2 separate regions of the Sus scrofa genome follow, and region 2 is linked to region 1. Evidence: chromatin contacts called from public promoter capture Hi-C data. All regions are on one chromosome and are shown on one strand. The core of a region is the stretch at or near the end of the contact, and the rest is flanking DNA. Distances in the headings are between cores, read along the strand shown.

Region 1 (6,023 bases), core at 1,851-4,350:
GGGGTTTTCTGAAGCCTGAAGGAAATATGCATGGAAACACAGGAATCGTGCTCCCCCCCCCCAGGTAAATGCCCACCACATATTACTTCTAATTATGCCAGTTTAGAGTTTAAGAGGGACCTGTAGGGAGAGGTCAGAAAGGTAGCTGTGTATATTCTGCATTTAACCACGTGCAAAGATTCTGACCCTGACCTGTACCAGCACCTGCTTTGCCTGACAACTGAAGTGCGATGGATGAAACCGTGTAGGCCGTTTCTCAGAGGATTTCTCATTAGACTAGAAAGTTCAAGGTTGCCTGTTAGGCCTCAAGGGGCCTCTTTGGGATGGAAAGGACCCAGGCAGTTCTGCAGGTTGGCAATTCAGAAAGATAAAGATAACATCAACAGTCAATGACACATCAACAACGTGTTAAGGCAGCTCGCTGTACCCATTCAATCATCACAGCGATTCTACCATATTGACCGATTCTACACATATTTTTAAAAATCATTTTCCTTACGCCCACGTGGCAGACTGCGGAATGAGAGTTACATGATAATACTTGGGAAGAGGTAAGGGCACAATTGAAACCCAGGCCGCTCCACCCTACACTACACTTTTTAGGACCAAGCGGTCAGAGTGACATATTTTTATAAAATGCGCCGAGGAGGAGCGAAGGGTTCGGAAGCAGGGGTGAGGCTAAAAGGTTCAGGTTTGAGAAGTGCTGCGACCATCCTCCCAAACTGACTGCCAGGCTCAGGGGACCGCCCTTCTAAACACAGCTGAGCAGAAACCGATTGCCCTCCCCGCCTCTTATGTCAGAGGTCTTGGCCTGAAAGGCTCTGCCCTGCTCAGCTCCGTCGCCTCTCCCCTCCCGGGCTCCCGGTCCCAGGGACAGAATGGTCTTGGGTAGGGACGCCTACAACAGGTGGGGGCGGATCGGAGGTGTCAACTCCAGCGCAAGCCTCCTCCAGCTGGCACTGCACGATATCCAGTGAAAGATGGGAATTCGGTTCCAAGTGATGCCCAAAAAAGGCACGGGGACAAGAGCGCGGCAACCCCCACTCTCACGGAACCCGCTCCTCCAGGGGCGGCCCGCCCGCAGCCGAGCTCCAAAATTGGCAACCTGGGCCTCGCAGCCGCCTTTTTTTAGCCTACATTCTTCAAACCCGGGAAGAGGCGGGTGACTAAAAATGCAAATGGGAGCGGGGGCGCCGGCAGGCAGGCCCGTGGGTGCGGGGCGTCTGGCTAGGGGAGACCCCGCGACCTCGGGTGCCCTCTGCCACACAGCAGTGGGCGCACAGCGCCGGGAAGGGGGGCGGCAGAGGCGCTCCCCGCCGAGCCGCTGCCCCCGCTTCCGCCTCCGCCGCCGCGGCGGGACAATGCGCAGCCTCTTTTCCGCCGCGGGTTCGGGAGGGGCAGCCGGATTAGGGCCCGCGCCTTCCGGCCGCAGCCCCCAGCCCCACCCGCCCCGCCTGCGCGCCGCGCCGGCCGCACACAGGTGGTTTTCCGCTCGGGAGCGCCAGGCCCGGTGCTTGTATGTAACAATAGAGTTCTGCGCGCCGGGAATGCGCCTCCCCGCCGCCACGGCGGCCCCGGCCCGCCACGCCTCCATCCGGCCCCCAGCCGCCCGCCCTGCCCCGCGGTCCCCCGGCCGAGGGGGCCTGCCCGGCACCTCTCCAATTACCTGCGAGCCCTGCACCGTGGCGGAGACGTTTCCCAGGACTCCCAGCTCGCCTCGGGAGCGAGGGGGGCCCGGCTGGCGTTCCTCCTTAGCCCACACCTGCCCCAGACCCCCAAGTCCCACCCTGGGCCCCCCCACCTGCCTTGGGGGTCGCCCGGCGCCCCCGCCCGCTGAACGCGGAGGCGGAGGCGGCGGGCGCCGGCAAGGAGCGCAACGCGCAGGAGCGGGCGGTGCTGTGCGAGTCGCCGGCGACGCAGGGGAGGGGGCTGCTGCCGCGCAGGGAAGAGGGTAACCCCGCGCGGGATGTCGAGCGTGGGGGCGGGCGGCCTCTCCTCTGACAAGCCTCTGGGTTTACAGTAGGCAATGCGCGGAGCTCTCCTGAGCCCCCGCGGCCTGCCGGCCTCGCAGGAAGACTTCCTCACGCTTTGCGGATGGTGGGGGCTGCCTGCCCGGCTCCGGACGCCCTGGTGCACCTAGCCCAGGCAGCCCCGCCAGGCCGGCTCCTCTGTCGGAAGCTGAGCTCGCTGCTCAGAAATGATGAAGGAGCGCGACCCCCGCCGCGTGCAGTAGGTGACGGCGGGTGAGGGGGTCGGATCCCCGGAACAATGGCTCATAACGCCCCCACGCCGCCTGAGAGGAATAAAAGCACCGGATTGCCCAACGAGTTTGTTTCTACAGCCTCCACGGTTTTTAAAAAATAATTAAAGCGCTATTAAAAAAAAAAAAAAAGCTTGCTTTCTATTATCTGGACAACCAAGCATTTGTTTGTTTGCTTGCTTAAAAATGTTTCAACAAAACCCTGGTTTGTCTCCAAAGATGTTGGATTAGCATTTAACACCTCATCGGTCACTAAAGCCCAGGCAGTCCACCAGCCCCAACACAGTCTCGGCTAAAAGAACATCGAAGCAAACAGAGCCGGGCTTTTTAAACTGGCAAACAAATGCCACACACTGCCTACGGGAGGAGGGGGAGGTTAAAGTGAACTCCAGTCCAAAGGAGTTTAAAGGGAATAAAAGCGAAGAAGTCAGCACTAGTTTCCCTAAAGCTAGCTTGCGCGCACAGGCGTCGCGAACAACGGCTTTTGTGCCTGCTAATTGCACCATTTGTGCGCAAAAGTTCCGACGCTAAGTGTGAACTCTCAACAGAAGGAAACATGAGACAACTGAAGTGCCCTGGTTTGTGTGCCCTGCTCCTCCTCCGCCGCCGCCTCCCCTTCTTTCTCCTTCCTCCCGCCGAGCCCGCTGTTGCAGCTTGTTTGCACTGGGGCTTATCCGGAGCGGAAATTCCTTTCCGTTTTTGTGAATGACAAACTCATTAACAATTCATCAACACAACCTGTTCCAGCCGGCCCGTCCCCACGGCAACAGCCCCTTCCGCAGCGTGCTCATTGGCTGGCGGGGAGAATGTATCCATTGAGACGCTCGCTGTTTGTATCCATTGAGGAGCTGCCTCGCGCAGGGGGTGTGCGAGGGCTGAGTCCAAGGGAGAGTGAGCAAATCCAGGCTTTAATAATCCGAGGAGAAAGCCGCCCGGGTGGATTTGAGGTGCAGTTTGGAGGGAGGGCTCAGGAGCTGCTGGACTTTTTTTTTTTCCTCTCCTCTCAGTAGCACGAAGTCCGAATTAATTGGATTTCATTCACCGGGGAGGAACAAAACTGTCTGGGCAGCTTCATTCAAAGAGATTCATTGACACCAAGAGCGTGCGGCTGCAGCCGGGTGCAGAGGGAACCGCCGGCTTACTTCTGTCTCGCTTGCCCCAACCGCTAACCCGGCTCGGGAAAGGAGAGGTGGCATTAAACCCCGCTCCAAGAGCGGCGGCTTTGGCGCGGCGCGCTCGGCCTATGCCTGCCCCGAGGGGAGTCTGGTAGGCACCTCGCCCTCTCCGGCCGCTCGACCCCCATGATAGATACGCTCAGACCCGTGCCCTTCGCGTCGGAGATGGCGATTAGCAAGACGGTAGCGTGGCTCAACGAGCAGCTGGAGCTGGGCAACGAGCGGCTGCTGCTGATGGACTGCCGGCCGCAGGAGCTGTACGAGTCGTCGCACATCGAGTCGGCCATCAACGTGGCCATCCCCGGCATCATGCTGCGGCGCCTGCAGAAGGGCAACCTGCCGGTGCGCGCGCTCTTCACGCGCGGCGAGGACCGGGACCGCTTCACCCGGCGCTGCGGCACCGACACCGTGGTGCTCTACGATGAGAGCAGCAGCGACTGGAACGAGAATACGGGCGGCGAGTCGGTGCTCGGGCTGCTGCTCAAGAAGCTCAAGGACGAGGGCTGCCGGGCGTTCTACCTAGAAGGTACGCGCCGGGGGCGTCCCGCGCCTGGGGCAGGGCGGGGGACCCCGGCTGCGGGTGCAGGCGGGGCGCGCCGACTGGAAGCGCCCCTGTGGCGCTTGGCTGGCGCTTCAGAGCCGCGCTGTGCGCCAGGAGCTGTCTGCCGGCTCCCGGCGGCGAATCTCTCGCGGCCCGCGAGCCGGGCCCGCGCGGAATCGACCCGCTTCCGGCCACAGGCACGCGTCGTTTCTTTGGAACTAGCTCTTCTTTTTCCTACCCGGCATATCCCCCACTTTCCCTCTACGTTTGATTTTGAATTCAGATTTCGCAGGACTGCAGAGGCCGTGGGGGTGCAGGCAGGCACCTTCTGGCACTTGTAGATACTCAGAAAAGTTGCCATTTTGTGCATTTCCGGATTCAAAAAAATAAGGGTTCCCAGGGGAGGCGGGCCTGTTCGTTCTGTTCCCAAGGGTGCACCTTTAAGTGCCTTTCGCCTGTATTTGTCTCTGTGTTTGGGGGGTGGGGGGGTAAGGTGCTGTGGTGTGTTTCTGAGCCCGGCTGCGGCTCTCCAACCTGTGAAAACTACTACGGTATCTCGGGTTACAAGATTGCTTTTCTCGTCCTGGCAGGTGGTTTCAGTAAGTTCCAAGCCGAGTTCGCCCTGCACTGCGAGACCAATCTAGACGGCTCGTGTAGCAGCAGCTCCCCGCCGTTGCCAGTTCTGGGGCTCGGGGGCCTGCGGATCAGCTCCGACTCCTCCTCGGACATTGAGTCTGACCTTGACCGAGACCCCAATAGTGCAACAGACTCCGATGGCAGCCCGCTGTCCAACAGCCAGCCTTCTTTCCCCGTGGAGATCTTGCCCTTCCTCTACTTGGGCTGTGCCAAGGACTCCACCAACCTGGACGTGTTAGAGGAGTTCGGCATCAAGTACATCTTGAACGTCACCCCCAACTTGCCGAACCTCTTTGAGAACGCAGGAGAGTTCAAATACAAGCAGATCCCCATCTCTGATCACTGGAGCCAAAACCTGTCCCAGTTTTTCCCTGAGGCCATTTCTTTCATAGGTGAGACTAATAGCCCTCACGCAGCCTTTTAAATGCAAAATTCAGAACCATTCCTAGAGTTCGAGGGGTTCACCTTTCTTGTTGCTAACTTGTGGGACTGCAGGTCTCTACGTTCCAAGGGCATTCTCAATTCTGTCGCTTAGCTTCTTGTTAAGAAAAAGGGCCTTTTGACAAGGCGGCAGGCCACAGGTGTATTTGAAACGCTGTCTGCTTCTTGACCTGGAATTCAGTCACTGGAAAGGGGGAGGGCACTCAGAAGGAGACAGCAGAATCCCCCCCACCCATCTTTGGACTCAAGGAGGGCCGGGTCCCAGAGGTACACAGGGTAGACAGGAATTCTAGCATGGCTTTGTAATTTTAAAAGCTCTTCGAGTTGCAGGACACCACGGTGTCCAAAAGCCCTGTGAATGCTAGATGTTGTGATCCAGCTGGACGTTCCTGTGACACTGCTTAGCAGTGAGACGGCGAGGGTAACCTGAGCACAGCAGGAAGGACTGTGGGCCGAGAGCCTGGAGAAGCGAATCTCCAGGCATTGTAATGCATTTCCTATTACAAAGGAACTCATTTTCAGGCCATGTCGACATCCTGTTCCTCCTAATGGGCTGTCCCCTGTGACTTCCCTCTCTCTTTTAAAATGCCTGAATACCTCCATTGTTAGCGGCACAACAGTTGGAGAATAATTTAATAGACCCTTGCAGTCTGCTTGTCTGTATAAAAGGCATTCACGACCATATTGCAGGGTTTCTGGTATTCACATGCTGAGGCAAAGAATGCACACATTAAGGAGTTTTTTGTTGGCAGAAACTTAATACAAAAGCTCCCTTTTCAGAAAATATCTGAAATATGTAATTGTGCCCAGTGTACATGTTTTATCGCAGGAATACATTTTCTGCTGCCTGCAGGGCTCAACTGCCACACACGATTATTTTTTATCTTTATTATTACTGCTGTTACTCAGTTTCGAGACTGAGCACTCACAAAGGGTGGTTTTCGGTCTACTGACATTTTGCCTTTCTTTT
Region 2 (6,023 bases), core at 2,002-4,501, 1.1 Mb after region 1:
AGTTACATGTAGTGAGTGACTGAACTAGAACTTGAGTTAAATTTCTTGGTTTACAGTTAAGCACTAACACACTATAGTGCATTAGAACCTAGAGCTTAGCTAACTTGTTTCCTACTAAATCCCCAGTGTCAAGGTCAAACACAGTGCATAAGCTCAAAAATACTGTTAGAATGAGTAAAATAATAAAACTTAAGCAAGAATTTGTATTTAGTCAGGACTATATAATTAAGATCTGGGTTACAACCTTTGCTTAACTATTAGGAAATTACTTAGGTTCTCCGAACCTGTTTTCATTTCTGAAAAATGAAAAAACTTATCATAAAGCCAGGAACATGGAGTTCCTGAGAATACAAATATGCATGAGAAAGTAAAGGAAGTAAGGGCAGAAAACATTAATGCAGCCAAAAAGAAACTAGTAAATAAATAAATAGAAAATAACAGTTGTAATGAATGAAAAAACAAGAAGAAAAATAAACTGCTGAAGTAAAAATAACAGATTACTACTACAGTTTTAAGCATAGTAAGTGACATAATAATTGCTCCAGAAATATTTGCTTTCATCTCTACCTTCCCCTGCTAAGTCATGCATTAAAAATACTGACATGGAGAATATATAATTCAAATTTTTGAGTAAACAAAGTTACATAATTAGAATATGATGATATTTAATATAGACAGCAAGACCAAAGAACACGCACTTAACAAGTACTGGTTACCACTGTGCCTGAAAAGGCAGTACAGCAATTATGAGTATGTCCTTTAGCCAAAAAGATTTGTGTTCAGTCATACTATTTAAGTTTGAGCAGAGTAACTAGCCTCTCCAAGCCTCAGCTTCTTAACTTAGTTGGAAAATGAGGACAATATAAGCAGCTATTTTATTGGATTATTATGATGATCAAATGAAATAATGAAAAAGCTATACTAATCAAAATTGTTCGCAACTGGCATAAAAACAAACACACAGACTAAGAGAACAAAACAGAAGGCCAGAAATAAAGGAACCAAGAATATACAGTAGGGAAGGAATAGTCTCTTTAATAAATGCTATTGGGAAAGCTGGAGAACCACACGCAAAAGAATGAAACTGAGCCCCTATCTTACAATGCTCCCAAAAATCTACTCAAAATGGATTACAGAATTGAATACAAAACCTAAAACCATAAACTCTGAGTAGCAAAGCTAGGGGGTAAGTTTCCTGACATTGGTCTTGGCAATGCTTTTTTTGGACTTGAAACCAAAGGCAAAGGCAACAAAAGCAAAAATAAGTAAGTGGACCTATGTCAAATGAAAAGCTTCCACACAACAAGGGAAATTATTAACAAAATGAAAAGGCAACCTACGGAATGGGAGGAAATATCTGCAAAAACCTATCTGAAAACAGGTCAACAGTCCACATATAAACAACTCACACAACTCCACAGCAAATGAACAAAATCTGGTTAAAAAATGGGCACAGGAGCTGATCCCAAAGAAGACAGAGAAAGGCCAAAAGGTACATGAAGAGGTGCTTACCATCCCTATTCATCAAGGAAACGCAAATCAAAACTACAATGAGATTTCCAATTACTTCACACCTGTTAAGAATGGTTAGCATCAAAAAGACTAGCGGTAACGAGCGTCAGGATGGGGAGAAAAGGGAACACGTGAGCACTGTTGGTGGGAAGGTAAACTGATGCAGCCATCGCAGAAAACAGGTTCCTCAAAAAATCAAAAATAACTAAGATACTACCCGGCAATTCCACGTCAGAGAATAGATAGGAAGAAAACAAAATCACTATTTTGAAGAGATACTTATTCATTTAGCAATCTTTATAGCAGCCGACTCATGGAAACAACCTAAGTTTCAATAGATGGCTAAAGGAATAAAGAAAATGTAGTATATGCACACAATGGAGTATTTTTATTCAGCCATAAAAAAGGAACTCTTACCCCCGGTGACACCGTGGCAGCAAAGAAGGACCATGAGGGCATAACGGTAAGTAAACTCAGATAAAGACAAATATTGTGTGATCTCATTTCTATGGAATCTAAAAAAACTGAATTGATAGAAACAAAGACCAGACTGGTTAAAAGATACAAACTTTCCTTTATAAGATAATTTCTGGGGATACAACGTACAGCACGGCTAATAGGTTAAAGTACAGTGTTCAAGTGTCTCACCTTTCAGTAAAGGACGAGATAAATTTATCATCCCTACAAATGTGATGAATGTGTTTAAACATATCTCACAAAATCACTACATGTATTTTCATTTTGAGTTATAGCTACTAAACCGTTTGGAAAGAAATCCATTACTTTGGAACGTAAACTTCAGTATCAATTACAGGGGAAAAAATAAAGTTCTTAAAAAAAAAGATAAAGACGGAGAGGCACTGGTTCAAGAGCAGAAAATGTCATTTGGATTTCAAGTTTACAGCTTCTTAAGAAATGGTGCATTATACTCCAGAATGGCTGGGAGCGGCCCCAAGAGCAAAACTTAAACACACCTGAGAGCTGGCAACACCTGAGAAGGCGTTCACACGGAAGGACATCCTCGGTCACCAAGCCAAGTGACCGCAGCATCCTGGGGGCACCTGAGGCCCCTCCTCTCTCCACCCTGAGTTCTAAAGCTCCCCCTTTAGAGCCTTCGCTCTCCGTACAAGCTCCTCAACCCTCAAGTCCTGAAATCCGCGAAGGTGAGGTGCCACAGGGAAGGGGTCCGGGGCCAAAGGATGCGGTGCCGTCTTCTCCATTCTCCCCTCTCCCTCCAACCGTGATCGCGGCCCTCCCTCCCCTGTGCGGAGACAGATCCTGATGCCCACGAAGGCAAACTTTTTCTTCTGATAGAGGGCACCACCTGGGGAGTCGCCGGCGAACGCCCAAGGAGAGGGCGGGGTCGCCCCACCTCTTCGGACCCGGGCCGGGCCCTCCGGTCCCCCGAAGGCAGGAGCTTCTCTCCGCCCCGACGGCGCCTCCCCCGCCGCCGACCAACAGCCCGACCTCACCTGGGAGCGGTCCCACCAGGGGATGGCTTAGAGAAACCTCAGGAGGAGCGTCCCAGCGAGCGACGCCACCGAAGGCACGGTCATGGTCTACCTTGTTCAGGTCCCCGGCGCAGACACGCCTCAGCCGCTCCGCCTCCGGCCTCCGGATGGTTCCCCCGCCGCCCGGGTGCGGGCGCAGCCTCCCGCGCTGCACGCCGGGAACGGCCTACCTCCACTTCTCAGAGGCTTCAGGGTCCTGGACGCCCCAGCCGCCCAGCCGAACTGCACTCTGGGACTTGGAGTCCGCATCCCACGCCTTCTCCCCGCTCTTAACGCAGAGTCCCGGGACCCCGCGGGAGAATCTAAACGTAAAGCATCGCCCACCGTCGTGAAATGTAGGCGCCGCTGGCATCCGGGCTCTTGTTCCGGCCTCGGTGGGGTGGGGAATGGTGTCGCCTAGCAGCCGCCGCCGCTGTTGCTGGCTCTGCACGAGTTGGCGGGATCCAGCGTCCGATGGGATTGGAACCGCCCGGGGCCAGAGCGGTTGGGCGTGGCGGCGGGGCTCGTTTGGGTGGGTGTGGGAGCTGGTCGCCAGGCCAGGTGTAGGTGGCTAGATCCTAGTGAGCGCGAGCAGATTCTCTTCCCACGCAGGATCTTTAAGGCTCAAGGCCCTAGTGCTTCCCCGCCCCTTCCTTCGCCTTAGGTCCGCAATCTGGCTGCTTTTCTCTCGCTTCAGCCCTGGTTTTCTCGACCCAGCTGCGCTCATTTCAATCATTTATTTCCTCTCTTTCTCTTTAAAACAAGCAGACACACACACACACACTCCTAGGTCCTGTTTGTCCGGATCGGGAGTAAATTTCTGACTTCCAAGCACCCTCTCTCTTGGCGACATTAGATGTTCCCGCGCCTTGCTGGTAAGGGAGGGCTTAGAGGAGGGGGACTCGAAATCTTAGTTCTGACTTAGATTAATTTAAGCGTGGAAGCCGTCGTGGTGTATTTAGCCTATAAAATACCTGAAGATTTGTCGCAACTGCTGTAATTTTGATCCAGGCTACTTTACTTAGACATCCGTTAAACAATTAAGGAGCCATAGCTTTTTGCTAACACCATAAAGAGTTATAATAATGTAATCTGTAAAAACTATAAATTATTGTAAAAGGATTAATGCTGTTTACCTTGAAAATGCTAATACTTGTTTTATTACAGAAGGTAAGGCACAGTGACAAAATTCAAGATGTCACCCAATATAAACTGGAAAGAAATAATGAAAGTTGATCCAGATGAGCTGCCTCGTCAAGAAGAATTGGCAGATAATTTATTGATTTCCTTATCCAAGGTACTTCATTGGTAAATAATGGATAGGTACATACATATAACTACGATTAATCTACATTGGCCCTGAAATCGCTGAAATGTACAATTGGAAGAGTTCTTTTATTTTGCTTAAGGGTTATATAATATGAAGTAGTTGCTTTTCTCTTTATTTAGGTGGAGGTAAATGAGCTAAAAAGTGAAAGTCAAGAAAATATGGTACACCTTTTCAGAATTACTCAGTCACTAATGAAGGTTTGTATGCAGTAGGTTTTAATAATAGCTTTGACTATTACAGTGTAAGAATCTGTTCTTATATATGTTACTCTCTGTGAAAGTACTTTGTGCTATTTAAATAACCACTAAAAAATGGGGTATCCTCAAATGTTGATTAAGAATTTTAGGTGCCAAACAGCTAATTTCTGCTCTCAAGTTATTAAAAGAATGTATAGGGAAGGCAGAATGTGTATGTTTAAAAAAGCATAGGGAAATCCTGTGTTAATTATGTAATGTAATTTGTTAGGTAGCCTACTCTTGGTATTTGTTAGGAGGGGAAGAGATTTAAGTGTGAGAAGACCTTATAAAGGTCAAAGACTGATGAGTAGTTTTAGGTAAGTGTAAGGCAGTGGTAAAGCATTAAGGAGATTCTACAGCTGGAGGTTACCATACATATAAACCTGGGAATAGAAAACAGGCATAATCTTTACCGTTGAGATAAATGCAGAAAGTTTACAGTAGTTTGTAGAGGAAACAAATGTTGGTGTAGTTTGGAATAGGTATATCTTATGCTGTCAGCAATTAATAACCATTAAAAAATTTTGAGCTACCACTGGTAGATACAAAAACATACCTTAAGAAGTTAAACTAGTTATGTTCAAAGGACAAGGTGAAGGGAAGTGAAGCTGTTTGGAAGGAAGTAAAACATAAAATTATGGGTTAGAATAATGAAAATGAGAAGAGAAAAGGAGTTCTCTTTGAGGCTCAGTGGTTAACCTGACTAGTATCCATGAGGACACAGGTTCCATCCTTGGCCTTGCTCAGTGGGTTAAAGGATCTGGTGTTGCTGTGGGCTGTAGTGTAGGTCACGGGTGGGGCTCGGATCCTGAGTTGCTTTGGCTGTGGCTGTGGCTGGCAGCTACAGCTCTGATTTGATCCTTAGCCTGGGATCTTCCATATGCCGTGGGTACGACCGTCCCCACCCCCCCCACCCCCCCCCCGCAAAAAAAAAAAGGGAGAGAAAAGAGAGGCAGGTAGTAAAAGAAACCTTACAAAATGGAAAAGTTGTGATAATAGATATGTCTTAAGTGATAAAGAGGAATCAAAGATGTTAGGAATCTAGAAATTATTGCCTTTGATAAGAAAATCATCTATTCAACAATTATTTGCTGAATGTCTCCTTATGTGAGGCATTTCAGAAACTAAGTATTGGGATAGCAAATTTTAAAGTCTTTATTTTCAGTGCTTGCATTCTAGTGTAAAGTCATTCTGAAATAATTTTTTTTTTAATGTTTAGATGAAAGCTCAAGAAGTAGAGTTAGCTTTGGAAGAAGTTGAAAAAGCTGGAGAAGAACAAGCAAAATTTGGTAAGTGCCTTGGGAAAAATTATTATGGTGTTTTAATAGTGAATTGCATTTATTTACTGAGCCATAGAGAATTAACTTTAATATATTCCATAAAATGTGTATACTGGTTATTTTGAAAGATTTTTCTATAATTCCTATTTCATGGATCAGGTATAAAATCGTTGTT

What was found. Promoter capture Hi-C pulls out the DNA fragments that hold promoters and counts their contacts.
Region 2: a contact with region 1 is called in a promoter capture Hi-C map of fetal liver, with 4 times the contacts expected there. The contact joins the promoter of TMTC3 here to the promoter of DUSP6 in region 1. A contact is called at or near these places in 2 of 5 promoter capture datasets (fetal liver and fetal skeletal muscle) and 1 of 2 datasets of contacts at active chromatin or transcription factors (skeletal muscle).

Annotation. Positions count from the first base shown.
Region 1 is chr5:93,299,958-93,305,980 of Sscrofa11.1, forward strand. It overlaps DUSP6 (dual specificity phosphatase 6), which reads left to right and starts at 3,101. Exons shown (of 3, transcript NM_001267842.1): 1 at 3,101-3,961; 2 at 4,567-5,004. The coding sequence starts at 3,562.
Region 2 is chr5:94,381,015-94,387,037 of Sscrofa11.1, forward strand. It overlaps TMTC3 (transmembrane and TPR repeat-containing protein 3), which reads right to left and starts at 3,252. Exons shown (of 14, transcript XM_021092778.1): 1 at 2,985-3,252. CEP290 (centrosomal protein of 290 kDa) reads left to right here and starts at 3,383. Exons shown (of 55, transcript XM_021092777.1): 1 at 3,383-3,534; 2 at 4,170-4,299; 3 at 4,452-4,529; 4 at 5,788-5,857. The coding sequence starts at 4,198.